2 separate regions of the Rattus norvegicus genome follow, and region 1 is linked to region 2. Evidence: chromatin contacts called from public Hi-C data. All regions are on one chromosome and are shown on one strand. The core of a region is the stretch at or near the end of the contact, and the rest is flanking DNA. Distances in the headings are between cores, read along the strand shown.

Region 1 (6,230 bases), core at 3,385-5,884, 59 kb before region 2:
GCTACACAAAGAAGCTGTCTTGAAAAGCTAATAAAACAAAATTAAATTAAAAGATGTTGCATATTTTAAAGTGTTTCTCAGCCATCTTTGGAGAATTCCCTGTTTGGGTTGCTTGTTTTCTTTCTTTCTTTCTTCCTTCCTTTCTTTCTTTCTTTCTTTCTTTCTTTCTTTCTTTCTTTTTCTTTTTTTCTTTTTTCTTTTTTTCGGAGCTGGGGACCGAACCCAGGGCCTTGCGCTTGCTAGGCAAGCGCTCTACCACTGAGCTAAATCCCCAACCCCGCTTGTTTTCTTGATGTTCAGAATTTTTAGTTCTTTAGATATTTAGTATTTAGATGTTAACTCTTTATCAGATGTGCAATTGGTGAAGACCTTTTGCCATTCTGTAGCCTGACACTTTGTGAGATCCCATTTATTAATTGTTAGTCTTAGTGACTAACAATTGTTGGTCTCTGTGCTATTGGTGCCCTGTTCAGGAAGTCGTTCTGTGCCAGTGAGTTCAAGACTATTCCCTACTCTCTCTTCTTCAGACTCAGTGTATCTCGGCCTTAGGGTGAGGTTGTTGATTCATCTGAAATTGAGTTTTCTGTAGGGAGATAAGTATGGTTTTTTTTTTTTATTCTTCTACATTAACCCATCCAGTTTGACTAGCACCATTTGTTGAAGATTCCCCACCCCCACTGTGTATTTCTGGCTTCTTTATTAAAAATCAGGAGTCCATAGGTGTGTGAACTTATTTCTGGGATTTCAATTCCCTTACATCGTTCAAGGATTTCAATCCCCTTACATCGTTCAGTGTATCTACTTCTATGTTGATGCCATGCTGGTTTTACGACTATCGCTTCTGCAGTACAATTTGAGATCAGGGATAGCGACACCTCCATCAGTTCTCTAATCATCTGAACTGTTTTAGCTCTCCTGGGATGCTTATGTTTTCATATTAAGCCGAAATTTTTCCTTTCAATTTCTGTGAAGAAATTGGAGTTTTGGGTTTTTTTTTCTTTCTGATAATAGCATATATGTTTATTCTTTCCATCCCAGTGTCAAGGAGCAGAAACTACATAATTCTATTTTCAATGTTACAAAGATATGTATTTACATGTTTGAATATAAAAATGTGATTGCCTGTACATTTGCTTGAAATCAAGCTGCGAATTCTAAGAACAAAACAAGGAGACAAAGAGCTATCTGTAGAAATTGGAGTTTTGAGGGAAATTGCATTGAAACTGTAGATTGTTTTTGGCAGGATGGCCATTTTTACTATCTATATCAATCCTACTGATTCATGAGCATGGGAGATCTTTCCATTGTCTGTCATCTTCTTCAATTTCTTTTTTAATTATCTTAAGGCTTTTTACTGTACAGTTCTTTCACTTGCTTGGTTAGAGTTACCGCAAGATATTTTATATTATTTGAAGCACTGTCATTTTTGTTGTTGTTGTTTGTTTTGGTTTGGTTTTGCTTTAAAGATTTATTTATTTATTTAATGTATATGAGTACACTGTCGCTGTCTTCAGACACACCAGAAGAGGGCATTGGATCCCATTACAGATGGTTGTGAGCCACCATGTGGTTGCTGGGAATTGAACTCAGGACCTTTGGGAGAGCAGTCAGTGCTCTTAACCACTGAGCCATCTCTCCAGTCTTAATTCTTTTAAAAATACTTCTTCATAAATGATATAGTGCTTTTGATCCTACATAAGGGAGGAACTAATTTCTTGCTTTGAAGTCATTTATTTTTAAAAGCATATAACTTAAAATGTAGTTCACAAATACTTTGTCAGGTTCCAAAGGTAGAGAGTGGTACACAGAGGGATAAACTTTCTTCCTTGAGGCACCTAGCCACTAGGTTCTTTTCCATAGAACATCTATATTCTATTAGAGAATAGAGATTAAAAAAAAAAAAAAGGAGGAGGAGGAGTATCTGGAGAGATGGCTCAGTAGGTAAGAGTGAGCACCAGAGTGTGGTTCTGAGTTCCCACGCATGTTGGCATACAACCTTCTGTAATTTCAGCTCCAGGGGATCCTACCTCGTTTGCTTATGCACATGCACACACATATACACAATTTAAAATTATTTTTAAAAATAAATATTTATGGGCTGGAGACATGGCTCAGTGGTTAAGAGCACAGACTGCTCTCCCAGAGGTCCTGAGTTCAATTCCCAGCAACCACATGGTGGCTCACAACCATCTGTAATGGGATCCGGTGCCCTCTTCTGGTGTGTCTGAAGACAGTAACAGTGTACTCAGTCACATACATTAAATAAAATAAATTTTGGGGTTGGGGACTTAGCTCAGTGGTAGAGTGCTTGCCTAGCAAGCGCAAGGCCCTGGGTTCGGTCCCCAGCTCCGAAAAAAAGAAAAATAAAATAAAATAAAATAAATTTTAAGAAAATATTTGCACAAAGAGTTCCCGACGTTTACGTGATACGGTGATGTCAAATGGCTCAGTGACAAGCTGAGACCCCAGAAGTTAGAAGGGAGGAACCGAGACACGCGTCTAGTCAGCTAGTCAAATTTTAACTTCCTTCTACTTCCCCAGGAGAGCCAGATACTAATCTGAACTCCAATTTACCAAGTCATAGCAATAGATCCACCTAAAGTACACTATATAACTGCATAAAATGCAAATGCCCGCTACCTCATTGTCCCTGCTAGAGATGGCAAATGAGATTGGCCCCTGATGTCCCTGAGATAGCAGGCCAGGAGCATAGTGACAAATGTTTAGCTTCTTCAGTTAGATGAAAAACTAAAGAAATCAAAATCCTGGCATGAAAACAACTTGAAAGCCTTTCCCTAAGTAAAGGTGAACCACGCTGTAAAGAACTTGGAGCAGTCACATGAGCTTCAGTGAGCAATGCAGGTGACTGGACCTTACCCGGAGCCAGTGCTAGAGGGGCAGGGATGAGTCGTTGCTAAAGCCTGGGGCAGTGGAAGCAGATGGAGCAATCTGGGGGGAACAGAGCTTGTTTAAGGAAATCAAACTCTACCATTGCTTCATTGTATTAGGGGGTGTTTTCATCCCTCGACATGTCACGTCCCTGTGACAATGCTAGAGACCGCAACAACAGACGCTGGTCTCAGTGTCTGGGCAGTGTTGAAGAAACCACCCTCCTGTGTCTGTCCCCTAAGCTTCCCCTGTGGTCCCCCTTGCTGTCCACATCAGGCTCTGGTGTTACAGTCACAGGTAGCTCAGGTGACTTTCTACAAGGGACCCAGGAATTTAAACCCAGATCCTCGTGGTTGCAGTGTTCTTTCTTACCTGCTGATCCATCTCCCACCCCCCAACATGTTAAAAACTGCAGTTGTGTTGTTTTTAAATATAAATATTATACAACTTCATATAAAGAAAGAATAAAAAAATTACGTAAAGTTTTTAAAAGGTGGAAAAGCTGGGGGGTAAACAGAGGGTGCTTAATGTTAAAATTCAGTTTCTAGCATGTGAGTGTCTCTGGGTTGCCTAGTGTCTGTCTGATTCTATCCTTGCCTTTCTTCAACCTATTTATTTACAGCACAGGCATTGCCCACAGTGGGCTAGACATCAGTCATTAATCAACAAAGTGCCCACAGACGTGCCCACAGGCCAGTCTGATGGAGGCATTTCCTCAGTTGAAGCATTTCTCAGGTAACTCTAGCGTGCATCAAGTGGACATAAATTTAGCCCACATACCTCATCAGAAGTAAAAGCCAAGAGCGTCACTGTGCTCTTAACGATTATGGTATCTGTCACCCATCAGTGTGCTTTATGTGAGCTGATTTCAGAGCAGGTCTGGCTCCGAGCTGTCGTTGAGGCAAGCCGGGTCCTTGTCCTTGTCCTCGGCCTAGAGTTCTCTTCTCCTCCCCAGTCAGAGCTTCCTGGCCTCACCCAAGTACCAGCTTTCTTTTTCTTTTTCTCCAGTTTAAGTTTGTTTTATTGTGTCTCTTTTTCATTTTGCTTTACCTATTGTTGTTCTTGCTGTGTGTGTGTGTGTGTGTGTGTGTGTGTGTGTGTGTGTGTGCTTGTCCTGTCATATGCAGTACACTTTCCATAGAGTAATGCTGAACATTGTTTTGGTCACTGCTGCATCCCTGGCCCCAGCTGAGGGACAGAGTGACAGCACTGTGGAAGGAATTCAAGGAAGTGCTAGGTTCTTCTCCATCCACCATCTCATGTTGTCTTCTGGTAAAGGTTTGACTTTCCTCACAGTGCATTACCAGTGTCGGACATTATTATAAATGATGTTTTTATGTTCGATGTCGATCTTCCCTGAAATTAAAACTAAACCAAAAGCACCCTTCCTTTCTTCAGGCTGGAGTTTGAAAACACTGCTTCACATGGGCATATGCTTCATAGCCACCTGAAAGAGACAAAGATTACAGCAAGAAGTTTGCAGTCTTCTCCGCACCGGTGACATTTATTGCTTTTGGATTAAAATTAATGATGAATTTCCACCCAAGTTCAAATTGACCTTTTCTATTTCGGCATGACTTCTTCAGCCCACAAGACTCATTTTAACTTTTGTTCCAGTGGTGTGGCCTTGCTCTCTGCCTTCGCCTGGGTGGAAATAAGGCCCGCCCACTGTGTCTCTGCTTCCCACAGCAGATGACTTGCAGGCCACAGCGTCATTTAATGGTGTTCTTGAAAAAAAGGTGATGACTCACTCCACAGCCCCTGGGGAGGGAGGAGGTGATTGCAAACAATTTAGAGCCGTGCAGGAAAGCCCAGCATAAATGCCTCACAGCAATCAAAACCGACCAAAAAAAAAATTGTCTTGTCTAAACTTGATTGAATGCTGATTTTATTTTTCCAGAAAGATTTTAGCTGAGCAGTCTACTGAGCATCACTACTTCCCTTTCTCTGACATAGTAGAAGTTGTAACCATACCAACCAGATAATATGTTTTTCAAAGGAAGATTACCCTAAAGAATAAAAAAGGAAAGTTTTTTTTTCTCAAAACATGTGATTTTCACTTTATGGGGATGAGTGTCACAGCTTTATACAGATTTTTATGAAAGGAGCGTTAAGGGGTTTGTTTTGCTTTTCAAAATAGAAACCAAGATTTAAGACACATCAGTTCCCTGAGTCAGTACAAGGGCGAGATCCCAAAGCACTCCCCACTCCCAACTTGGCCTCTCGATGCCTGAAACCTTGAAAAGTGGGGGTGCCTTTGTTTGTTTGAAGACTTCATTTGTGGGACTGAGAGTGTAGTGCAGGGGTCTGGTTTACCAAGACCTACAAGGCCTGGGTTGCAATCCCTAGCACAGAAAATGCAGCCCACCCTTCACAGTTTGGAAAAGCCCCTATAGCTGTTAAAAGCTCACTGCTTGCCTGATTTTGCTTCCTGGTACTGCAATAAACATAGTGACCCAAAACAAACTTGGGGAGAAAGGTTTTTATGTCAGCTTGCAACTTCTAGGGCATACTCCATCACTGAGAGAAGCCAAGGCAAGCGCTCGGGTGGGAACTGATGCCTAGGCCATGGACGGGCGCTCCATTGGCTTGGTCCTGGTGGCTTGCTCAGTCTGCTTTCTTTTTTTCCCCAGGACTCCCTGCCTCGGGCAGCACCCTGCATCTTGGGCTGGGCCCTCCCACATCAATCATTAATTAAGAAATTCCCTGTCAGGCTTGCTTTCAGCTCAATATAATGGAGCCTCTTCTCAATTAATACTCCGTCTTCCCAGATGACCCTAACATCGAATCGACAACTAACCAGCATGCTGCTTTGGCAGAGGAATGGAGTTTGGTCCCCATCACCCACATCTTTGACTGACAGCCACCTATAACTTCGGTTCTGGGTGATCCAATACCTTTGGCAACAGCACACATATGCCCATCGCCCATGTACAAATAAATAAACGTGGTCAAATTAAATATTTTAAAACTCACTTATTAAAATAATAATGGACCCGTTTGGGGTTGCTGGTTAAACTTCTTAGCTGCTTTTACCCTGAAGCTACGGCCTTTGTGGAGGTCTGTGGAAGGTTCCCACTGTACCTCAGTTGAGATTTCTGAGGGTAGGAATAGTGTTGGGAGGAAATCAGATGAAGAAGTGGTGGGCAGTACTCAATGTGAATGGAACAGCATATGCAAAGACTCGAAGGCCACGCTCCCCACACGTCTTTGCCACTCCAGGACACGGCCCAGCTCTTACTTGTCACCATAAAACAAAGGCAATCTGGGTGTAGTGGCACAATCTTGGGATAGAGATGGGAAGATCCCAATGTCAGGGCTACCCTAAGCTACCAGAAATA
Region 2 (6,077 bases), core at 2,540-5,039:
CTCTCCCATCCTCGACGGATACCCCTCAGAAAAAGCTTTCACAGTGTGGCAGCACAGCTCCGGCACACGTCATAGTCAGGCACTTTACAGCATAAGAGTTATTTCTTCAGTTGAAGCTTTGGAAATACTTGGTTTGAATTTAGGGCCCCTGTTTAAGAAAGTAAGCCTGAGAAGTCCTCCAAGAACCACCTCCCCCAAAGAAAAATGAATGAAGGAAAGATTCACCATGTTCATCTCATGTTCACTTCTATGCCAAAGCTTGCTGGGTAAGGGTCGCACTCTGCAAAGTCATTTTGTGTTCTTGTTCTCTTTCTTTCCTTTGCCAAATACAATTGAAGTCATGTGTATACATCACAGACCCACCACACAGATTGGGGATCACATTCAGCATTTTCTCCACTTTTTAAAAGACAAATGCAGTGATTACAAGGACATGGGAAAAACACTAGAGGCCAAATGCATGTATTATTCTTGTACATTAAACATGTAGTATTGTGTATGCGCATGATGTTTATGGGAAGGGTGCATGCCACATGATGGTCAGAGGACAACCTTTGGGTCAGTTTTCTTCTTCTGCCATTAAGTGTTGTGAGAATCAAGTTGAAGTTGCCAGGTTTAGGAGGCAAATGTCTTTACCTCCTGTGCCGTCTTGCCAGCCCTAAATGTGGTTATTAATCAGTACTATAAGATTCACCTGAATAAAAACTTAAACTATGGAAACCAGAGCCTACCCAATTCTAATTTAATTTTACTATTGTGCATGTGATGTACAACATCCAGCATGTGGAGGTCAGAGGATAATGTTGTGGAGTATGATCTTTCCTTCTAAGTGGGTTTCAGGGATCAAACTCAGGTCCTTAGGAGGCAAGTACTTTTACCCTGTCAGTTACCTTGCTCTCCACTATCTTACCTCCACTGGACCTTCTTCCTCTGGGTATGGACACTTGGTGAATTACGTTTTAAAGCTCTATAGGCAATGCTGATGCATAAGTCTTGGCTAAGAACTGCTTTTAAATCATCACCCAGTGAACCAGTCACTTCAGAAGTGTGGCCCATTTCTGTCTGGGGACTGATTGTTAATATTTCCTGGCTTCTGTTTTTGTATGTGATGCCCCCTCCATATATATATATATATACATATATATATGCATGCCATATATATTTATACACACACACACACACACACACACACACACACACACACACACACACACACCCTATTTCCTGTTCAGGTAGATGGCCCTGTCATTTAGAACTTCTGAGCTTCCTGGCTGAACACCTGATCTTTGGTCCCCAGCGCCATTGCAAGCATGGGTTTTGGTTATTTGCTCCAGGTTAGTTCTCAAGACTTGGCTCTCCTGATCTTTGCGTCTAACCTGCATCTTCACCACACGCCTCCATAGCAACCCGAGATTGACAACCTGCAAATGCCACTGAGTCAGGGAAGAACTGCCAACTGGAAAATGACGACAAATAACTGTAAAAGGTTCAGTGAGTACCAGAGTGTATCAGCAGACTCATTCCCTTCAAACGTGGTTTTGGTTCTCACACACACACACACACACACACACACACACACACACACACACACTTGGTCAGAACTGATCTAATGATCTAACATGGAGGGGGAAATTTCTTTCTCAGGACTAAAGGTGATCTGCTATCTGGGCCTAATGACCTTGCTGGCTGGTGCCTCGGTCTAGCTGTGACTATGAGCAAAGCTGTTCTTTCTTCATATTTTTAGGGCCCCGATTTTTTTCTTCCCTTTTTTCACTAGCAGCTGCTACTTCTTTAGCTCATACTAGACTCATACTATTCCATAATACACAGGAAGTAGACATTATTATGGCCGGTTTTCAGACAGGCAGCTTTCACACACACCTGAGAGGCCCTGGTGAAAAAAAAATGAGACTAATTTTCTAAAAATTATGGACTAACATGGAAAAGAAAGACGTCAGAGCTGTGAAAACAACTTTTGTATTGTCACTGAACTCTGATTAGGAGATCTTGAGATCTGGAGTCTTAAGCAGTAAACATAAACCTTGGAAACTATTCCTATTAGCTCCAATTTAAGAGATTTTTTTTTCTTCTTGAATTACAGTAATCATTTTCTGATTTTCAACGTTTTTATATTTTCTTAGAATACTGCAAACTTTTTTTGAAGATAGGGACCACACCTCATAACTAGCATGCAACATATACTGGTTATTTAATCAGTTGTGATCTTACTCTCTAATAAACTCATGCCTCTACTATGGTTCATTCCCATAGAACACTATGCTACTATTGATTGTTAGTAAGTTAAAAAATATTCGGAGGCTTTTTTGTTTTTGAAATATTAGGAAAAGCCCAAACAACAAAGCCTGATTTTTAAAACGTGCCACAAGCATGTCACTTCAGATGCCTAGCAGGACAGAATTTCAGCGTAGAGAAAATCCGGAAATGCAGAGCCAACGGGAGAGGCCCTTCAAATACCTAGTCTTAAAAAGGTCTCAATGTTCCAAATTCAATTCATATTTTAGGCAGCGGGTCTTGCAGTTCCCCAACTTCATATGAGAACAAATCTCCAGACTTGCAGGTGCAGATTGAAGACTTTAGGTAACGTGACGGGCTGAGAATGTTTTCCGACACAATACTGGCAAAGACTGAGAGGCGGGTTTCCCAGGAACCTATCCATTCTCTGGGTCACCTGCGAAACGTGGTCATCCCTTTTCACTTTTAAAACGAGGGCAGTGGATTGGGGTTTGGAAAGCCCCTTTTATTTCTTAATATAGTCTAGTTAGTGCCTTAACAATTTGAAGACGGAACTAGGTTGGAGAGGACAGTTGCTTTACTAGTCTACATTTGAGTTCCGCTTCGTGTTTGCAGGGCTGGCTTCCTCTTCGGTGGATCCTCTGACCAGCTAGAGCCGGAGCCGAATGACTGGCCGGGATTAATACCAGGTCATAAACAACCTCTCACTTCCCCTCCCCCTGGGCCGCCCCAAGGCCCGGCCTGCTGCCGCCGCGTGGGCCTGCGCGGTCCCGTATCCTTCGTCAGTTCACCCTTCTCGGCCCTGCACTCTTAATCACGACACAGAGCCCTCACCCACAGGTTGGGGGCGGCTTCCACTTCCCTTCTCCCGACCCTGTCACGGTGCACAGCCAAAAGGCCGGACGCCCTGACACACACGCCTACAGCCCGCTGCCGCCCTACGCGCGCTGACGCAGTCCCCGGCCCAACCCGCGGTGCTTCCGCGGCCTGTCCCCGCCCCTTCCCGGAGCCCGCCTCCCGGCTGCGGGCCTCGGGCCGTCCGCCTCCCCTTGCGCTGGTTCCAGCGTGCACCCGCTGCCCCGCCTCTGCGCGTGCTCAATAACTGTCCTCTCAGTCGGCCTGCAGGCTTCCCCCGCCCCTGAGCTGTTTGAATATGCTAATGAGGCTGTAAGGACCAGCCAATAGGGCAGAGGGTCTCTGGATCACATGACTCGAGTACGTGTCAGGGGCGGAGCCTACGTAGCCCCTGCCCGAGTTAAAACCGGAGTGTGAGAGAGAAAAGCGCTTCAGTAGCGAGAGGGGCTGAGAAAGTGGTGACACCGCTGGGGTGCGGAGGGAGTCTCTCAAACTTCTCTCAACAGCCCCAGGGCCAATCTCCCCTCAGCCCACTCCCCTGTTCGCCAGATCCCTGGTCCCCACTCCCTGCACTGGGGGTGGGGTGGGGAACTGGGCCCGTCTCCCGCGGGGACACACACAGGGGCCGGGAGTGGGGACGGGACCCCCAGGCCGGGGGGGACGGACGGACAGACGGCCGCGCGGCCGCCCCAGCGGGCAGGCAGGCCGGAGGCGGGGGTACGGCCGGGTGGACCTGGGCTGGGGAGTTTCCTCTCAACTATCGGGGGAGAAACTCCCCATAGCCGGTGTTTTCCTCCCGGGGGCCGCGTTCCCCGCCCCGCATATCGGCGGTTGCCGCCGCCGCTGGTGCCTCCACCTCTGCCATCTCTTCACCACCTCGGGCCCCGGTGTCCCCGGCCAGCACTATGCCCATCTTACTGTTCCTGATAGACACGTCTGCCTCTATGAACCAGCGCAGCCATCTGGGCACCACCTACCTGGACACGGCCAAAGGCGCGGTAGAGACCTTCATGAAGGTACCGACTGACCGAGCCCGGGTGGCGACCCCGACCCGGTGGCCCGCGGGGGGCAGGGCGGGGGGCAGCGGGTTTACTGCGGGCTCCGCGGGCGCGGGGACCCCTCCCCCACCGCGCTGGCGGGCGGGCGGGCGGGCGGGCGCTGGGAGCGGGCTCTGCTGGGCCTGGCCCATGTGGGGCTGCTGTGGGTGCGGGGGGCGGCGGAGGGACGGCCCTGCGTGTGCGGTACTGTGGGGGCGGCCAGCGACCCTTCTGTGACTGGTAACCTCGCCTCTGTGCTTCCCTCTCTCCCGCCTGTCCCCACCCTGGCCCGCAGCTCCGTGCCCGGGACCCTGCCAGCAGAGGAGACAGGTATATGCTGGTCACTTTCGAAGAGCCGCCCTATGCTATCAAGGTAACAGCCCTCGCCCTCCCCCCTCCCTTCCCTGCTCCTTCCTAGCTCGCCCTCCCCGCCCCCTCTTCATTATGCTCCCCTCCCCCACCGCCGCTCCCGCCTCCAGGTCCCTTCCCCGCGGCCTCCCGCCCCTCCCCAGCTCGGGAGCGCCAGCGCGGTGGCAGTTTCTGGCCCACCGCCGTCCCCTCCGGGTCCAGCTCGGCCTGGCGGCGGAGGCGCTACGATCAACATGGCCGACATTTCCCCTCCGCGGCGTGAGCGGCAGCAATGAACTGTGGGGGATATTTATTCAAGTTAGCCCGAGTGACAGCGGGGCCCAGCCTTGCCTTGCCCGGTTTTGCATTAAAAGGGAATCAGCCAAGCTGGCAGGGAAGCCAGGAAGGGGGCTTCGAGACTTGGTCATCACTGAGTGGAACTAGGAAGGCCACAGATCGGTGGGACAGCTGTGGTCAACTTAAGAAGTCCTGCTGCCATCTGCCTTCCACTAGCACCTTCGAAACACCCACCCCTTACACACAATTTGGAGGATGTTATATTAGCAAATTTCCCAGTTGAAGTTATTAAAGTATTAAGACGGTTGTTACTTAACAAAAGGTGTAGGGGCGAGCAGATTGATTCTTGGCCACCTTTGGAAGAGTTTCCTCACCAGAGACAACAGTTATAACACATTCCCCAAACTGTATCAAGCAAAAATGAAGTTAAATATACAAACCCAAAATGGAATACCTGCTTAGTGGACATCACATTATAATCGGTGTCCATGTGTGTACATGGCTTCAACTGATAAAAAAAAATCTTACATCTTTCTTTTCAGGCTGGATGGAAAGAAAACCATGCAACGTTTATGAATGAACTGAAAAACCTTCAGGCAGAAGGACTTACGACTCTTGGCCAATCCCTAAGGACAGCTTTTGATTTGTTAAATTTAAATAGATTAGTAACTGGCATAGACAACTATGGGCAGGTAGGTTGAATACTAAGGTAGAAAAGAGTTGTTTTTATTTATGTGTACAAAACCACAAACCAGTCCAAAAGTATGTAACCTGGAATGCAAGTATAAAACATTCGAGGTTGAAAAACAGTGCACACAGTTCAAAACACCTAAGGTGTATGGTCTTACATCCCCAGTCCCCCTTTAAATGTATCTGCATTCAGAATTCAAACCTGAATTCTTGGCTAGAAAGTTGACACAAATTTGGTTTCAGTCCCTCAAAGTTCATAAAAGACACACAACGGAAGATGTCCTGTCTCAGTGTGCTGGTCTGAAATTTCTTGTAGGCACATATGTAACTATTGAATAGGTCACAGCCAGTATTGCCTCTGTATTATAGAGATGTTGGGCAAAATGATTGTTAGCCGAGGGTTTAGTTTAGCCTAGACGGTGTACTCAGAAAGGCAAGGTTTTACCATAGAGTGCAGTAACTGGTTGACTACATTCATTATGAAGCTGAAAATAAATGGCAGATTCTTAATTTCTAAAGTTTAAAATTCCAAGACTGTGGGAAGATGTTTCCTGGAGAACCTGAAAGCCTGCCTGTTTTCCTGAAGCTCCCCATAAG

Evidence for each region. A called contact is a pair of places that touch in the nucleus more often than the background predicts.
Region 1: a contact with region 2 is called in a Hi-C map of Schwann cells, with 2.5 times the contacts expected there. The contact joins the enhancer-like site here to the promoter of Ints6 in region 2. A contact is called at or near these places in 3 of 12 Hi-C or Micro-C datasets (Schwann cells, hepatocytes and liver).

What each region holds. Positions count from the first base shown.
Region 1 is chr15:41,235,700-41,241,929 of GRCr8, reverse strand. No RefSeq gene overlaps it. Among named protein-coding and RNA genes, the nearest start is that of Wdfy2, 21 kb to the left of the region's middle. Within about 2 kb of position 4,634, at least 20 of the 93 cell types and tissues checked have an H3K27ac peak or open chromatin away from gene starts, as enhancers often do. A contact at or near this core is called in Schwann cells, where this site is marked.
Region 2 is chr15:41,175,826-41,181,902 of GRCr8, reverse strand. It overlaps Ints6 (integrator complex subunit 6), which reads left to right and starts at 3,789. Exons shown (of 18, transcript NM_001271488.1): 1 at 3,789-4,124; 2 at 4,441-4,518; 3 at 5,333-5,482. The coding sequence starts at 4,014. It also overlaps the pseudogene Sec61g-ps5.